Regions from separate parts of the Mus musculus genome. Here all the other regions are linked to region 2. A link is a contact called in public Hi-C data. All regions are on one chromosome and are shown on one strand. Each heading gives the region's core, a stretch centred on a gene start, on an enhancer-like site or on the middle of the called end of the contact. The rest is flanking DNA. Distances are from core to core; before and after follow the strand shown. Region 1 overlaps Antxr1 (anthrax toxin receptor 1). Region 2 holds the start of D6Ertd527e (DNA segment, Chr 6, ERATO Doi 527, expressed). Region 3 overlaps Antxr1 (anthrax toxin receptor 1).

Evidence for each region. A called contact is a pair of places that touch in the nucleus more often than the background predicts.
Region 1: a Hi-C map of uterus shows a contact between it and region 2, with 2.3 times the contacts expected there. The contact joins the enhancer-like site here to the promoter of D6Ertd527e in region 2. A contact is called at or near these places in 14 of 484 Hi-C or Micro-C datasets (the C2C12 cell line, CD4 T cells, the G1E-ER4 cell line and 8 more), 3 of 115 datasets of contacts at active chromatin or transcription factors (effector CD8 T cells, embryonic stem cells and pancreatic cancer cells) and 4 of 9 other capture datasets (adipose tissue, liver, macrophages and 1 more).
Region 3: a Hi-C map of cerebral cortex shows a contact between it and region 2, with 4 times the contacts expected there. The contact joins the enhancer-like site here to the promoter of D6Ertd527e in region 2. A contact is called at or near these places in 3 of 39 promoter capture datasets (the C10 cell line, hematopoietic stem and progenitor cells and liver), 1 of 15 datasets of contacts at CTCF or cohesin (large pre-B cells), 25 of 484 Hi-C or Micro-C datasets (the AML12 cell line, B cells, the C2C12 cell line and 18 more), 5 of 115 datasets of contacts at active chromatin or transcription factors (astrocytes, effector CD8 T cells, embryonic stem cells and 2 more) and 3 of 9 other capture datasets (adipose tissue, liver and pancreatic islet).

The regions. Positions count from the first base shown.
Region 1 is chr6:87,142,417-87,145,227 of GRCm38.p6, reverse strand. All of the region lies in intron 17 of Antxr1 (anthrax toxin receptor 1), which reads left to right. Among named protein-coding and RNA genes, the nearest start is that of D6Ertd527e, 39 kb to the right of the region's middle. Within about 2 kb of position 1,392, at least 18 of the 459 cell types and tissues checked have an H3K27ac peak or open chromatin away from gene starts, as enhancers often do. A contact at or near this core is called in muscle stem cells and uterus, where this site is marked.
Region 2 is chr6:87,103,202-87,106,098 of GRCm38.p6, reverse strand. D6Ertd527e (DNA segment, Chr 6, ERATO Doi 527, expressed) reads right to left here and starts at 1,353. Exons shown (of 2, transcript NM_001167937.1): 1 at 1,257-1,353. The coding sequence starts at 1,273.
Region 3 is chr6:87,164,445-87,167,144 of GRCm38.p6, reverse strand. The region is part of intron 17 of Antxr1 (anthrax toxin receptor 1); the gene reads left to right. Among named protein-coding and RNA genes, the nearest start is that of Gm38851, 57 kb to the left of the region's middle. Within about 2 kb of position 1,429, at least 26 of the 459 cell types and tissues checked have an H3K27ac peak or open chromatin away from gene starts, as enhancers often do. A contact at or near this core is called in cerebral cortex, cortical neurons, muscle stem cells and 1 more, where this site is marked.

The DNA of each region.
Region 1 (2,811 bases), core at 143-2,642, 39 kb before region 2:
GCTCCAGTGGCTAGTTCTATGCCCATGTACATGTGGGCACCATCAACTGGACTCAGTGGCTTATTAAAAAAAATATACTGGACCCAGTGGGTTATTAAACAAATTTTTAAGGGAACAACCCAGTAGAGAAGTGAGCAGAGCTTGTGAACAGGCCAGGAACTAAGGGTGTGGACAGAAACCTAACCTCGCATGTAATAAAACAACCACCATAGAAAGGACTCCACTCCCTCAGACCATTACACTGGAAACCTTCCCAACGTGTAACTGTGATTGAAGTCATCATAAAATAGTATTGCGACTACAAGTTGTTATCCATTTTTCTAGAAGAAAAGTTGACAATATGATCGATCACTGTGTTACACTGCATTAACTAACTCAGTGACTCTGCCTTGAATGACCAGTGGGCAAATGGAAGCAGTCCTATTATTTATAGCAGAGAGAGCTGGATTCCTACTGCCTCACAGTAAAGAACTTAACTACATCTCATGTTTCTGTGAAGGTTAAAAACATGAAGGAAGTTTGGGATCTACAGATGGTCAGTTAAAAATCCTAGCATGGGGGTGGGGCTCCAGAGCCACACCCACAGCTGTGGAGCTATGGGATTCAAAGGAAGGGAGACTCGCTCCTTTTTAGAGGTGACCATTGCCCTTGTACCCGTGGATAACCCATAGCCATATGCATATGGGCAGCTCTAATGGGACTGAGTGGATGACAGAGGCACCTAAAGCAAGAAAGGAGAGCCATTATGAAGAGGGACGGAGAGGTGTGGAGGAAGGGAATAGGGGGCAGATAGAGTTTATAGTAGACAGCTATGAAAGTTTCAAATAGTAAAACAAGAAAAATAGCAGGGACGTGAAGAGCCAGGCAGGGTTCAATGGCAGAGCCTTTGCCAAGCAAGTACAAGGTCCTGGATACAAGAGGCAGAATAAAGGGAGGGGTACCCATGGCATGTTATTTAATTTTTATACAGCCTGATTTGACTGTTGTAAATCCATGCACTGCATGGGTGTCTGTGATTTCTAAAACAGAAAAGCACAGAGGTATTTGAGTCCTGTTACCTGTGTTTCTTCTCCCCTCCTCTTTTTCCTCTTTCACTTCACGTATTTTCCTAGTTTTCAACAAATACAGAACTTTGCAATCAGATGAAAGGGAGCCGTATATTAAATAAATCATATCTCAGTAATAATTACTGACAAAGCGTGTGTCCCACTAAAGATAGGCCATTTTGTTTCCACCCTTCCCTTCGCTTCTCCGGCTCCCTCGTGCTTCCAAATATTTCCTCCACGCTTTCATCTTACCCCTGGTTTTGGCATCAAAAGACACGATTACAGAGAGCACGCCAGCTTGTGTGTCAGCAGAATGAATTAAATAATCAAGAGAGTTGACCTTGGATCCTTTTCCCGGACAGCACATAAAGAGCAGGCTAGGAGAGGAAATGTATTACAGACAAGCCGAGCCTGAGGTTGGAGGGAAGGGGGCTGGATGAACGCCTGCTGTTCACCCCGACAGCACGCTTTCTCTTGCCCTGGGCTCACACAGTACCTGTTTATCTCTGTCATGGAACTGGGCCTAGAATGTGAGTGCTGTCACAAGAAAAGCCAGAGCGTGGTGTCTTCTTTTGAAATGATGGATCGACATTAAAGTGTAGGGTTCAAAGACAGAAAAGAAAGTGAGGTAGGCCAAAGAGATTCCCAGGAGCCGGCCAACAGCTTGAGTTAAGAGCTTGAGTATCCTGTAGGAGGGAGACACTGAAAGTCAAAAGCAGAAAGAACACTGAATGTGTGTGTGCACTTACTACATATATACTTTATATACTGCTATATATGTGTGTGTATACATATGTATGGGCGTTTTATATGTAAACCTGTAATGTTAATGGAAAGGCAGGGCCAGGGAACCTTTGAACTACTTGACTTTTGTTTTAGATGTGCAGTAGTGAGAAGGGGGGAGAATCTCAGGGATTTAAATGTCCTCTTCTGCTTCTCTCCGACACACAGAAGATGGTGCCTCCCACCCCAGTTTTCACTTCCAGGGTTGGTTCTGCCTGCCCGCCTACCCCTACTTGGACATTCTGATTCTCAGGAGAGGGAATGCTACTGACCCAGCTCAGGTTAGATGCCTGGCTCTGGTCCAGTCAATGATGGCACCATCACAGATCACTAGGGTCCACTAGGGTCCAGCTGTTCTGAGTCATTAATTCTGTCTCCCTCTAGACTGTATCTTCTGGAGGGCAAGGCCCTGATGCTTGCCCAGTACTGGCTGAGGCCCCTAGTGATTGACAGACAATGCAACTGCTTCAGAAAGGACGCAGTGACTCAGAGTGGAAAAAGGCATGCATGGGAAGATGCTGCTCTGAAGTCCATGTCCTAATGCAGCACTAGTGTGCCAACTTCATCAGTTACAGCAGCAGACAGCAGTGAGCCAAAGAGTTTTATGGTCTAGCCTGAGAACCAGACATTCTTTCCAAGATCAATTTTCCTAACCACCATCCCAAACAGCCAACTCCAAACAAACTTTGGAAGATTAATCCTATTGTAACTTGAGAAATACCTACAGCCCTCCTAACAAGACAGCGCATGGGAAAACTAGGTCAGAGGAAAAGGTATTTGTAGAGAGAACTTGGCTTGTATGTTACACTCTTTCCGTGATTGCTTTAGTATTCTCTCTGTGAAATCCAATTTCCTTGAATGACCTCTGTTCATAGGAAACTATTTGGTTTAATTCGTGGGGCCATGGCATATGTTTAACCATCTCCAAAGGCCAGCTCCGTCTCTGCTGAGCATGCCTGATACCCAGATGTTTCCTAACACT
Region 2 (2,897 bases), core at 104-2,603:
AACAGGATAGATACACCCTTAGCCAGATTATGCAGAGGGCACAAAGACAGTATCCAAATAATAAAATCAGAAATGAAAAGGGAGACATATGTCCTAAAATAATTATTCTATTTGTTGAATATTAACAGTTGAAAGTATTAAAATTATGTTCTATAAACATCATGGAATAAAAGAGCAGAGATGTGTGGTCAGAAAGTCAGGAAAGAGGAGGCTGCAAGGGAGGTCAGTCGATGGGCAAAGAAACTAGTAAGGCCATGGTAGGGTCTGTAAGGAATAGATTCTCCCCACAGATGAGGAGAGTTATGGTTTATTCTGACAGATGGTTTTCCTTAAAGTGAGCCCAGGAGAGGAGCATGTGCTTAACACTGTCCCAAAACAAACCAATGGAACCAGGAGACTCATCAGCCAGAAGCTGACCTGGGACAGTGCAAAACAAGGAGAGTCTGGGCTTAGGAAGGACTATGCAGAGAGAGCAAAACCTAAACCCTGTCCCATAGAGGGTACACTGAAGGGGAAAGGTGGGAGGATGCATTCCAGGGTGGGCGTGCTACGGAGTTAGAGGACCGTTCTGTGAGGGAAGGTCAGAGAAGCATAAGGGAATCCAAACAGCTATCTCCCAAGCCGGAGTCTGGAGGCAACACTGCTATGCACTGCCTTGAGCAGCAGGTCTCCCTACGATGGTACTCAGCCATTCTGTGCCCCCAGCTCTTCAGCTGGTGTCTTGGCACACCACCACCACCACCACAGTGCCAGCACCCACTGTCGCAAGAAGCCCAAGGAGACACCCCGAGTCCACAGCTCCAGTGATGTCACAACTGACATCACCAAAAACACGGGCAAAATGGCAACATAATTCAGAGAAAGATGGCAGACCCATAATGGTCTTCACCCTGGCAAGTGAATCTGGAACTGCAAGCTGAGGCTCACAAGAGAAATACTGTGGCAACTGTTGCAGACCAGCCCATGAGTGGGGCCAAGGCAACAGAGCCTGGGCAGACCCAGGATGGCTCATCTCGAGGAGGAGGAAAAGCAGGAAGTTGGAGGGACCAGGAAGAAGTATTGCTGCCTCTGCTGCAAAAAGGCAGATTGTCAACTGGAACTGCACTACTGGGATAGCCAACCAACCACGGGGTAAGAAGAGAGACAAATGGTGCCGCTGACAGAGAGGGCTGTTTGTGTTAGTTAGGATTCTTGTGCTGTGGTAAAACCCCATCACCAAAAACAACTTGGGGAAGAAAGGGTTTATTTCATCTTACAACTTGTAGTCCATCATCCAGAGAAGTCAGGGCAGGAGGTTCCTAGAGGCAGGAACCAATGCAGAGCCCACGGAGGAACTTGTTACAGGCTTGCTCCTCCTGGCTTGCTCAGGCGGCTTTCTTATGCCATCCAGGACCACCTGCCCAGGGGTCAGATGAGCCCTCCCACATCAATCATCAATCAAGAAAATGTGCTGCAGCCTTGCCCAATCTGGTGAGCAGTTTTCTCAACTGAGGTTCCCTCTTCTGAGATGACTTTTGCCTGTGTCAAGTTGACACAGAGCCTAGCCAGCACAGAGGTTTTAGGGGACAACTCCAAGCGGATTCCTGATTAAACAGCCCGGCAAGGTACCGTGAAATCCTCAGGTCTTGTCATAAAGAACAAAATGTCTTAACAGATGAAGAGTTTGAAGTGAGATAACTACAGTTACATCCTGATGACCGTGTCTCTTGAGTGTCAGGATGGTCCTGTGTAACTAAACACCCTAAAGATAGGTTGTTTTCCCGAGTCATGTGACTCACAGCTGCTTGCAACAGCTCAGATTCTGGCTATCTGAAACCTCCGTCCTCCATGCTCACAGCCCTCACAGGGCACACACACACACACACCAACAGGATGGGCAGATGGATGGATGGATGGACGAATGGATGGACGGACAGATGGACAGACAGACGAAACATAAAAATATTTTAAAATCACCTTTTTAAAGGTGGTAATTTCTTAGGGAAATCCCAGGTTTTTTCCAGAAGTTTTCAGAGTGGGTAATCAGTAGATATGGTTCCCATCCTGTGAGGGATCTATAGATTTGTGTGACAACTATCCCAAGTTTGGAAACTGAAAGTCAGTATTTGGCTGGCTGGCTGGCTGGCTGGCTGGCTGGCTGGCTAGCTGGTTGGTTGGTTGGCTGGTTGACTGGCTAGCTGGCTGGCTGACTGGCTGGTTGGTTGGTTGGTTGGTTGGTTGGTTGGTTGGCTGGTTGGTTGATTGGCTGGTTGGTTGACTGGCTGGTTGGCTGGTTAGTTTTGCACTCAGGACTGAGTCTAAGGCCCTAGGTGGCTGGGCAAGCACTTGCTACTCAGCACCCTTCCTAGCTCGGTTTTAAAGTCTGTGGAGCACCCAGCATGGCAGCTCCCTGCAGAGCAAGCAACAGGTGACAAGCAAGATTAGAGCCAGAGACTTTCCAGAAGCCTCCCTCCTATGCAGACACCCTTCAGAGAGACAGGTTTGGGGCACAAGCCTTCTCCAGTGTGACATGGAAGGATGGGGGATGGGGGCTGGGAGCTACCACTCCTATGTGAATTGGAGGTGGGATACAGATGGTGGAATGAGGTGGGGTGGGGGCTAGGAGCTACCACTCCTATGTGAATTGGAGGTGGGATACAGATGGTGGAATGAGGTGGGGTGGGGGCTGGGAGCTCCCACTCCTATGTGAATTGGAGGTGGGTACAGATGGTGGAATGAGGCTTAAGGAGAAGGCAATGCTTTACAAGCCCAGGTGTGGGGAACGGAAGACAGCTGTGACCAGGGAGGCTCAAGTACAGCCATGCTCTGGCTGTGGGGCCTGAGCACAGAGAACTTTTGAAACTACATACACTGTATGAGAAGGTTCCAGACAGGCTGTGTCTATAACTTAAACCACA
Region 3 (2,700 bases), core at 180-2,679, 61 kb before region 2:
GCACTTGCAGCCCCTCCTTGGGCCAGCTCAAACAATCGCTTGGCATGTGCTCTGAGCTTCAGTAATACCCATGGGCTGCAGATGACCTCAGCGTGAAGGCGCGAGGTCTCACCCTTCTGCATGAAGCCAACCCAGCCAGTGTCTTCCTGGAAACAGAGAAAGGATGAGCCGTGGCTGCAGGTGTGATGCACATCTGCGTCCACTCCACACCCTCTTCTCTCAGACCCGCAGGAGCCTCTGCTCCTCAAGTCAGTGAACTTCAGTCACCCCCTCTGAGGCTGTCTCTGGCTCCCACTGTCTGCCCACACAAGGTGTTGTCTCGGACACCTGCTTTACAGTTGTTCGTAGGTGTCAAATACATTTGAGAGATGCTGTATTTAATGGAGTAATTACCACCACCACCACCCTCTCTGTTTTAATAAGCTGCTATGAACTGGAATCTTTGAGGAAAATCAATTATTCCGTTTTTCCTAAGCAGGCACATTTCTGTTCTCATAAATCATCGCCCGGGGCTGACGCTCTGTGGCAGGCACTCTGAGTGGCTAAGCTTCGTAATCCACCAGCTTCGCTCTGGGGACACTGCCCCTGTGGCTCTGCTTCAGCCTACAGACCTGTGGACTCCTGACTCTGCTCCACTCCTACTGAGACTTGCTGGGGTCCCTTCTTCTCTCAAAAGCTTTGCTGCCCTGGCCTAGGGTGGAGGTGTCCAGGCCTAATGTGTCCACCCTCACGTTGTTTCAGGTCACAGTTGTTAGGTTCTTCCCTTTCTGTCTCTGACACCTGGAAAATGGCATTATCCAGGAAGTCCTTTGTTAAGGCAGATAATCGTGGAAGGCAGGGAAGAGGAGGGAGAAAGAGGAAAAAATACATATGATAAAGGGAAGAGTCGCCAGGACCTTAGACAACAAACTTCTGCCCAGTGTAGCCAAAAGGCAGAGCCGTGGAAAGCAGGTTCCACTGCTTGGTAAAGAAAATATCCATGGGGCTCTTTGTCCTCACAGAACCAGCCAGTTCCTCTGCCCAGAGCAGAGCTGGACTCCTGCCATGCTCCACTGATGGGGCAGGAATCACTTTAGCACACCAGCTCTAAGGAGTCAGTATGCTAAGACCATGACCCCCCAACACAATCCCTGCTTTTTAATAAATATATGAGTATTGTACTATTATGAAAATAGCCCAAGTATTGGTCTCTGTGGGGTCTGTAAGCAGTATAACATACAGTCTACCATGGTACTAAATATTAACATTAATTGCCTGAGGAGTATAAAGAAATCAGCTGAGAGCTGCTACAGCAAAAGGCTGAAGCCTAGATCTGATCTTCCTTTCTCAGAGCCGAGGCCCACAGCAATTTGGGGCAGAATGCGCCTACGTGGCTGCCTGGAGCTCTGCCTCTCCAGGCTGGCTGGGCAGTCCGCAGCCTCCTTCTCAGCCAGATGGCCAACTGCCGGAGGTGGAGGCACAAGAAACGTTCCCACATCAGCTTCATACTTCTAAGGCACACACAAATGGCCATCCCTTTGAAGAAGCCTGGTTTCCTGGGACCAGGCTTTTATTCCTATTCATTTATTATTTTTTTTGAAATGCAAACAAAATGCATGCTGTCAGCAAGACTAAGCAGACATCCCCAAGAGAACCTCTTCTTGGTACAAGGGCAGTCGACTTCTGCTGACGTGGTTACCTTCTGCGTAAGCCAGTACCCTGCCAGGGTTCCACCCTGGAAAAGCTCGTCCTATGGAAGCACACGCTGGGTGGGTCCTGACTCCTCTCTCCAGCACTCCATTAAATGCCCAGATGGATTTCTTTCATGCATATGCATAAATCCCAGTCCAGGGCACCAGAGCAACACCTAAGTCACACTTCCAAATTTGATTCATGGAAAGAGCCAGGGCTTGGGTGCCAGAGCGCCTGGTTGCTAATCCACGTTCCCTATAAGTTTTACAAGCAGCCAGAGCTAGTAGCCAGACCTGAGGTGTCAGGAGAGAACAGCACTGAAGGCCAGGACAGGGCATGAAGAAAGTCCAACTAAATTCCAACTGTCCTTGCTCATCCCCAGAGTAGCCTGCATCACATGTGCTTGCCAGGCCCGGGACACAGCTCAGCATCATGTATGATTGCCAAGCCCAGGACACAGCTCAGCATCATGTGTGATGCCAGAGCCCAGGACACAGCTCAGCATCATGTGTGATGCCAGGCCCAGGACACAGCTCAGCATCATGTGTGATGCCAGGCCCAGGACACAGCTCAGCATCATGTGTGATGCCAGCCCCAGGACATGGCTCAGCAGCATGTGTGATGCCAGAGCCCAGGACATGGCTCAGTGGTTAAGTGTGTACTGTACAAGCTTGAGGATCTAAGTCCTCAGCCCTCACAACAAAGTCACAGCAGGTGGCACTATCTATAGACATAACACTGGAGGGGGAGGGACAGGAGGTTCCCCTGAGCCCACTAGCCAGCCAGGGTAGCCAAATTGGTGAGTTCTGGGCTTAGTGAAAAACTGTCAAAAAATAAGGTGCAAAGCATAGAGGATCTCTGGTCTTCGTAGGCATGTGCATGTGTGTGCATTTATAGTCATGCGCGTACACACAATGTTAATTTGTGAAACAAACAAAAATATAACCTTAGTTTTGTTCATGCACGATACACTTAACGCACCAGAACAGATTTTTCTCCCAATTATAAGTGAGATCGGCTCAAGCATTG